Linked DNA regions of Mus musculus: region 2 is linked to region 1. Evidence: chromatin contacts called from public promoter capture Hi-C data. All regions are on one chromosome and are shown on one strand. Each heading gives the region's core, a stretch centred on a gene start, on an enhancer-like site or on the middle of the called end of the contact. The rest is flanking DNA. Distances are from core to core; before and after follow the strand shown. Region 1 holds the start of Sgta (small glutamine-rich tetratricopeptide repeat (TPR)-containing, alpha). Region 2 holds the start of 4930404N11Rik (RIKEN cDNA 4930404N11 gene).

Region 1 (3,421 bases), core at 389-2,888:
TACACTGTCCCTGTGGATGAGAATGACCAATAAAAGGAAAGACTGATCAAATAAATGACCACAGAGGGACAAAACAGGAAAGTCATCTCAATCAACTGGTGGGGAACGTGTGCCTTCACCAGCCACCACAGAGGCTAACAGACCTCTGCTAATGGACCTTAGGACAATTAATGTCCAGGTGACAGACACAGAGACATAACAATTTCAACTGACTTTCTTTGTTTTTGTTGTTGCTAACATTTCATTTTTGGTTTTGGTTTTTCAGGACAGGGTCTCACTCTGCAACCTGGCTGTCCTGGAACTCATTCTGTAGACCAGAGGCTGGCCTCGAACTCTGAGAGCTCCTCCTGCCTCTGCCTCCTGAGTGCTGGGATCAAAGTCGGACACCACTACAACCTGGCTTTTGAGACAAGAGGATTTCACCATGTAGCCCAACATAGCCTTGAACTTCACTTCCATCCTCCCGATTCAGCCTCCTACAAGCTGGGATGACAGCCAGCAAGCCCAGCTTACAACTAAACGGGCCCAGACTGACATCCTTTTTACGTTAATTATGATGCCAGATGAGGTGGTGGCACCTACAGTCCTGGCAGAGGTGGCGCTGAGGCCAGCCTGGCTCACATAGTGAGTTCCAGGACAGCCAGAGACAGATAAAGACTTTGTCTCAAAACAAACAAACTATTAATTATGTCGATTTCATTTTCAGACAGGGTCTCACGTTGTGGTCCAGCTACCTCCACCGTGTTAGGTATCCAAGGCTGGGCCTGAACTCACTCCCCGCGATCCAGCTGTCTCCCCCTCTCAATTGAAAGACTGGATTATAGGTTGTGGACCAAAGTTCTAGACTATTTGCTCGAGTCTTTGCTTTTGGTTGTTTCGTTTTCTGAGACAAAGTATGTAGTCCTTGCTAGCATGGAAGTCCCACGATACTCCTGCCTCTGCCCATGTGTCAGCACACCTGCCTTACCATTGTTTTAAGAAAACTCCTCCTCAGAGAGGTCAAGCTATTTGCCCTAGCATGCACAGCTGGCCCTCTGCCCTTCAAACCCACACACTACCTACCTTTGGCACCAAAATCAAACACACCCTCCCAATGGGAAGGAGCACCCACAACTGCTCAGACAATGGTGACAACGTCCATTGTACAGAAGAGGAAAACTGAGGCTGTGGGCAGGCAACAGGCTAAGCAAGGTCACCAGGGTGAGGAATGGCAATGTAAGAGGGTCTTAGACCTTAGGGGCCCCGAGAAAACTGAGATCCGCCCCACACACACCTAAACGCTGACCTTTTCGTGAGAAAAAGCGACGAGGGGTGGGGGTGGGTTGGGACGCTGTCTGCCTCAGTTTCCTCTCTGCGCCGCCCGCTCACGTGACCCCGAAGAGAGCAGAAGTCCGGATCACAAGCCACCTTTGTCCCAGGGGCTCCCGAGCACAGCGAAGCTAAACCCACAGACCCCCGACGCCCATACGGGGCACGGCGGAGCCCCCAGCCTCACCTCTCAGTCGACCGAAGACCCGACCCACCGACGGCTGCGCCTGCGCACCGCGGCGCAGCCAAGCTCCGCCCTCAGGACCAAGACGCCTGCGCAGAAAAAAACCATTTCCTGTGTAGGTTTCCTTTTGCGCATGCGCTCAAGTGCACCCTTCGCTCTAAAACAGAAGTGACGTCACGCGAAGAGGGGGGTCACAAGCTGGTTGTTATGGAAACTGCCCTCTGGAGGCATCAGGAAAACCGGAAGTTAGTCTGACAGTCACCAAGCGGGTCAGGCCTAAAGCACGGTGGGGCGGCGGCGGACCCCTGAGGCACCAAGGCAGACCACGTGGTATGGAGTCTGTCACGTGATCTAGCTGCTTTCAGCAAGACAAATCTGAATCAAAGCCACTAACTGATGCTATGAAGTTTTTGGTTCTGTTTTCGTAATTTTTTTTTTTAAAGATTTATTTATTTTTATATGTAGGTACACTGTAGCTGTCTTCAGACACACCAGAAGAGGGCATCGGATCTCATTGTGGATGGTTGTGAGCCACCATGTGGTTGCTGGGATTTGAACTCAGGACCTTTGGAAGAGCAGTCAGTGCTCTTACCTGCTGAGCCATCTCACCAGCCCCCTGTTTTCGTAATTTTTTTTTTCTTTTTCCTTTTTTTAAAATGACAATACTACGAGCCCAGCCTGGCCCGGAACTCTTCATCCACTTCGCCCATCTTGGAAACTGGCATATCCCACTTTCTGTGAAAGCAGTAAGTGTGATTAACCACTAAACAATCTACTTCACTTATTTTTATATTTAAAACCTATTTACAAACTTATCTTTTGCACACCCCAACTTCTTTCTGATGCCTAAAAGAAAAACAAAGATTAGCAGCCAGACAGTGGTGGTGCTCGCCTTTAATCTCAGCACTGGAGAGGCGGGGGAATCGCGGTGAGTTTGAGGCAAGCCTTGTCTACAAAGGATAGCCAAAGCTACACAGAAAAACCTGTCTCAAAAAATAAAAACAGGAGCCGGGCGTGGTGGCCCACGCCTTTAATCCCAGCACTCGGGATGAGTTCGAGGCCAGCCTGGTCTACAGAGCGAGTTCCAGGACAGCCAGGGCTACACAGAGAAACCCTGTCTCAAAAAACCAAAAATAAATAAAAAAATAAAAATAAAAATAAAAACAGGTCGGGCGTGGTAGCGCACGCCTTTAATCCCAGCACTCGGGAGCCAGAGGCAGGCAGATTTCTGAGTTCCAGGCCAGCCTGCTCTACAAAGTGAGTTCCAGGACAGCCAGGGCTATACAGAGAAACCCTGTCTCGAAAAACCAAAAAAAAAATTAATAAATAAAAATAAATAAAACCAACTTATCTTTACTTTTGAATTATGTGGATGTCTATGTGTGGGTGTCTGCATGGGAATACAGTGCCTATAAAAATCAGAAGAGGGCATGGAATCCCCAAGGCTAGAGTTGGGTGCAGTGCAATTCAGGCCCTCTGCAAAAGCTGTATGTACTCTACTTTTTTTATTTTCTTTGAGACAGGGTCTCATACCGTAGGCAAGGTTGGGCTAAAACTGCACTACCCAGTTTGCAATATGTACTCTTAACCATTGAACTATCTCTCCTATTTTCATTTTACCATGTCTTACTATGTAGCTCAGGTTGACCTTAAATTTATGGAATTCCAGGTGGGCCATGGTGGCACAGGCCTGTAATCCCAGCGCTCAGTAGGCAGAGGCAGGAGGATCTCTGTGAGTTCCAGGACAGCCAGGGCCACACAGAGAAACCCTGTCTTGGAAGCAGAAAAGAAAAGCAAGAACTCTGTCCATCCCCCTGCATCAGTGTCCAAGTGCTGATATGATATGCTGTGATCCTGCCAATCCTCTGCACACACCCCACCTTTGACATGGCGTAGTTATAATTACCAAACTTAGTGTCCTGGGTTGGT
Region 2 (3,421 bases), core at 375-2,874, 310 kb after region 1:
CCGCCAGGGCAGCTTTGCCCCGAACTGGTTCCTGGTGACCACTGCGGACAGGACCGGACGAGCTCTGCAGCTGCGGGGCCGGGGGTGGGGGGGGGGCTCCCAAATCCTTATGCTGACCGAGCCCACCAGGCCACGCCCATCCTGCGCTCCCGCACCTCTGCCCATTGCTGGCCTAGCCCTCCTTATTTTTTCGTTTTTTTTTTTTTTTAATATTGTTTTCTTTTGACACTAGCTAGCCCAGGCTGCCTCCGGGACCAAAAATCCCCCTATCTCTGCCTCCGAGAGTGGAGTGACCCACGTGCAGTACTACCCCCGGCCCCCTCCTGTCCGCATCCCCTCAGCTCACCGAACTCCTTGCCACGGATTTGCCTGTCCCTCCACTGCATGCACCCCCAGCGCGGGCCTGAGTTGAGATACTGCGCGGTTATCGCGGGGTCCCAGAAGGCCATCTCCCGCAAGTGCTGTGTGTAGGCTGCGGGGAGGCACGGAAGGGAGGGTGTCAGTTTGAGACCCACGGGTGTGCACGACCGGAGGTGGGATACTCACCGGGCGGCAGGCCACGCTGGCGACTCTGAAAGCAGCCGTGCCAACGCGTGTGGGCCTCGCGGTACGGAGTGTCAAGAGCACGGGGCAGCTTGTACCAGGCATCACCAGGTTCTGAGTTGGTCAGGCCGGTGAACCACACCTGGCCGGCCGCATCCCGTCCCATGGGCGTGAATTTCCAGCGCACGGCTTGTTTGATGGCCGGCGCCCAACGGGGCCCCTCCAGGGACACGTAGTCATTGCTGAGGGAGGGTGGGGACTGAGCCAGGGCGTCCTGCTGGTCCCAGCCAGCTTTCCTGTCCCAACTCTTTGCCAAGGTGCTGGGTGAGAGTCATCCCCTTCTACCCATCTCCTCTGTGCACTTTCCCACCTGCAGTCTATATCTTGTAGCCGAGAATGGCCCTGTTTGAGGCAGTTGTCAGTGTTGACCTGGCAGCAATCCTGCCTCAGCCTTGAGCCACTTATGGCTGTTGGGGGAAGGAGGGACCAAGGGTGTGCCTAGCCTGTAACTCCCCACAGATGGTGCATGCATGGGAGGCCATGCAGGCTGCAGGAGTGGGGCTTGCAAGGGACCCACGTGAGGTGGCCTGTCATCAGCACCATGGAAGGCCCAAGTGTGAGCAGACCTATGAAATGGGACTTTTCTGCTAGGTGTGGGTGGCGACACTAAGTGTGCCAAGGCAGGAGGATCTCTGTGGGCTTATGAACAGCTCGGGATACACACAAGAATCTAAAAAGGGAGGGCATTCAGGCACATGGCTGCCACTGCAGCACCTGTAGACAGGAGAATCAATAGACCCCTCTGCTTGGGAGTATGAGTGGCAGCACCTGTCTGCTTGGGAGTGGGTGTGTGCAAATGCCTAACTTACAACCCTTGCATACCTCCATCCCAGCCACCTGAGCTGCTGGTAGGGGTAGGGGATCTGGGGTCTGGGTGAAGAAAGGGACCAAGGGCAGGAACCCACCGGTAGAGATGGTCGGGGAAGTAGAGTTCAAGGGTGCCTGAGGGAACAGAGGGCCGAGTAGCCTCCCGCCTCACGTTTTCCATGTCTGGCCCTGCCTGCCCAGAGGCTCTAGTCACCAAGGCCCTGGGGCCATTGTTGACAGGGACAAAGGTATCCCAGCAACAGGGAAGCGGGCAGCCACAGTCTAAGACCTCAGCTTACTTCCTGGTGCGGGGCTGGGACCCAAAGTGTTCCCTCCCCCCTCCCTGCCCCACAGCGGGAGGTCATGCCCTCTAGAGCGTGGGTCTCCACCCCATCTCTGTCCTCAAGACACATCCAAGTAAGGGCACAGTGACAAAGGCCACAAAGTATGGGCCATGATCTAGAGATCCACAGAAGGAAGTGGATACCTAAGTCTTGGGTTGGGGAGAATGCTCTGGGATCACTGGTGGCATCGCTGAACATGCAGAGCCCAGGGCCTGCTCATTCTGCTAGTGCATCCTGTGTATCTCATGACAATAAACAGCAACAACCAATCTCATAGCTCAGTCAACCCTTTACAGTCTGTATAGGCGGCGCTCCACTTGGGTTCCTGTTTTCTCACCAGACATCACCTCCCCCTCTCTGGTCACCAACATGCTAAGCTTGCTCCAGTCAGGGTCCTGGCCAACTTACCCAGGACACTGCTGTGGGGTGGGAGCCCAAGCCACAGGCCCTCCCTGCTTGCAGTTCTGGCTCTGTAGGCTTTGGTCCTTACTCTCTGACTCACCTGCACCCTGACCTGTATACCAGCCCTTCCCATTCATGGCCTTCACAGTCACAGCTGGCTGCTCTGTCCAGGGCAGGTGCCTTCTGAACCACACACACCAAGAAGGTCAGCCAGGAATCAGAAGGCAGGCTGCACCTACCCCTGCATATGGAACACGCCCAGCAGGATTTCCACCAACAGGAGGTCACAAGGGCCTGTGACACTAGTGCACATCTAAAGGCATTTTGCTTTTGGGTACAGATGTCAACAGCAGCAGGTGGCCCTGAACCTTAAACTCCTGTTAAGTGCAGAACCCACTTAGCTCACAAGGCTATGACTCCCACAGGCCTGCAGGCAGCCAACCCCATAGTGACTGTGTCCCAGGGGCTTCTCCAGCCATCAGCAGTTTTGGGGCAAGGCAACAAAACACAGGAGACCGACCCCAAGGTGTCACAAATACATATATACACACGTGCACACACCATAGGCCACAGCCACCACACTGGGAATCCCCAGGCAAGGGGCAGTGGAGATGGGGTATGAAGACAGGGAGGCCCAGGAAGCTTAGAGGCAGCCAGGAAGAGGCAGACAAGGCAGCTGGCTAGGGACAGGGTGAGCTGACACCCACGGGGAGGGGTTACAGAAGGCGCACACACAGACAAAGGGTGGCAATGCAATCAGAGTCAACGCAGTTAAGAGTGTCACAGGGTGAGAGGCCCAGGTCCCTGCCAGTGCCTCCCAGGGTCTTCTGGTTTGGAGTGGCAGCAGAGAGGGGCACAACGGCTCAGGTCCCCAGGTGACACTGGGTTTGGGGATTTCATGGGATCTCAGCCTCCTGCTCAGCTGTGTCCAATATGGCTTGGGCAGTGGTAACAGGTGGCAAGTGTCCATCTGGCTGAGGGTCCCCATGTCCCCGTCCCAGACACTGGCTCCACAGCTCACAATGAGGCATTTAATGAGACTCTGGGGTCTCCGGCTCCCGCCCGCCAGATGCTTCTGGGGAAGGCGGGCACAGCAAGGCCTATGCATGCTGGCTGCTCCATCTCTGCCTGTGGGCTTCACATCCCGCCTGCGGGGTCTATCGGATCCGGGTGAAGAGGTTGAGCACAGACACAGATTCCTGGGAACAGGGGATGCAGGTGACTGTGTGCCAGGGCTGTGAGAGCCCAGGGACACAACAGCAGGC

What was found. Promoter capture Hi-C pulls out the DNA fragments that hold promoters and counts their contacts.
Region 2: a contact with region 1 is called in a promoter capture Hi-C map of embryonic stem cells, with 2.2 times the contacts expected there. The contact joins the promoter of 4930404N11Rik here to the promoter of Sgta in region 1. A contact is called at or near these places in 8 of 39 promoter capture datasets (embryonic stem cells, fetal liver, hippocampal neurons and 4 more) and 3 of 9 other capture datasets (adipose tissue, embryonic stem cells and liver).

The regions. Positions count from the first base shown.
Region 1 is chr10:81,058,633-81,062,053 of GRCm38.p6, forward strand. Sgta (small glutamine-rich tetratricopeptide repeat (TPR)-containing, alpha) reads right to left here and starts at 1,639. Exons shown (of 12, transcript NM_001358550.1): 1 at 1,496-1,639.
Region 2 is chr10:81,364,196-81,367,616 of GRCm38.p6, forward strand. It overlaps 4930404N11Rik (RIKEN cDNA 4930404N11 gene), which reads right to left and starts at 1,625. Exons shown (of 4, transcript NM_001014836.3): 1 at 1,509-1,625; 2 at 547-785; 3 at 347-472; 4 at 1-41. The coding sequence starts at 1,591. Mfsd12 (major facilitator superfamily domain containing 12) reads left to right here. Exons shown (of 10, transcript NM_028657.4): 10 at 1-2,030. It overlaps Fzr1 (fizzy and cell division cycle 20 related 1), which reads right to left. Exons shown (of 14, transcript NM_019757.1): 14 at 2,684-3,355. The coding sequence ends at 3,314.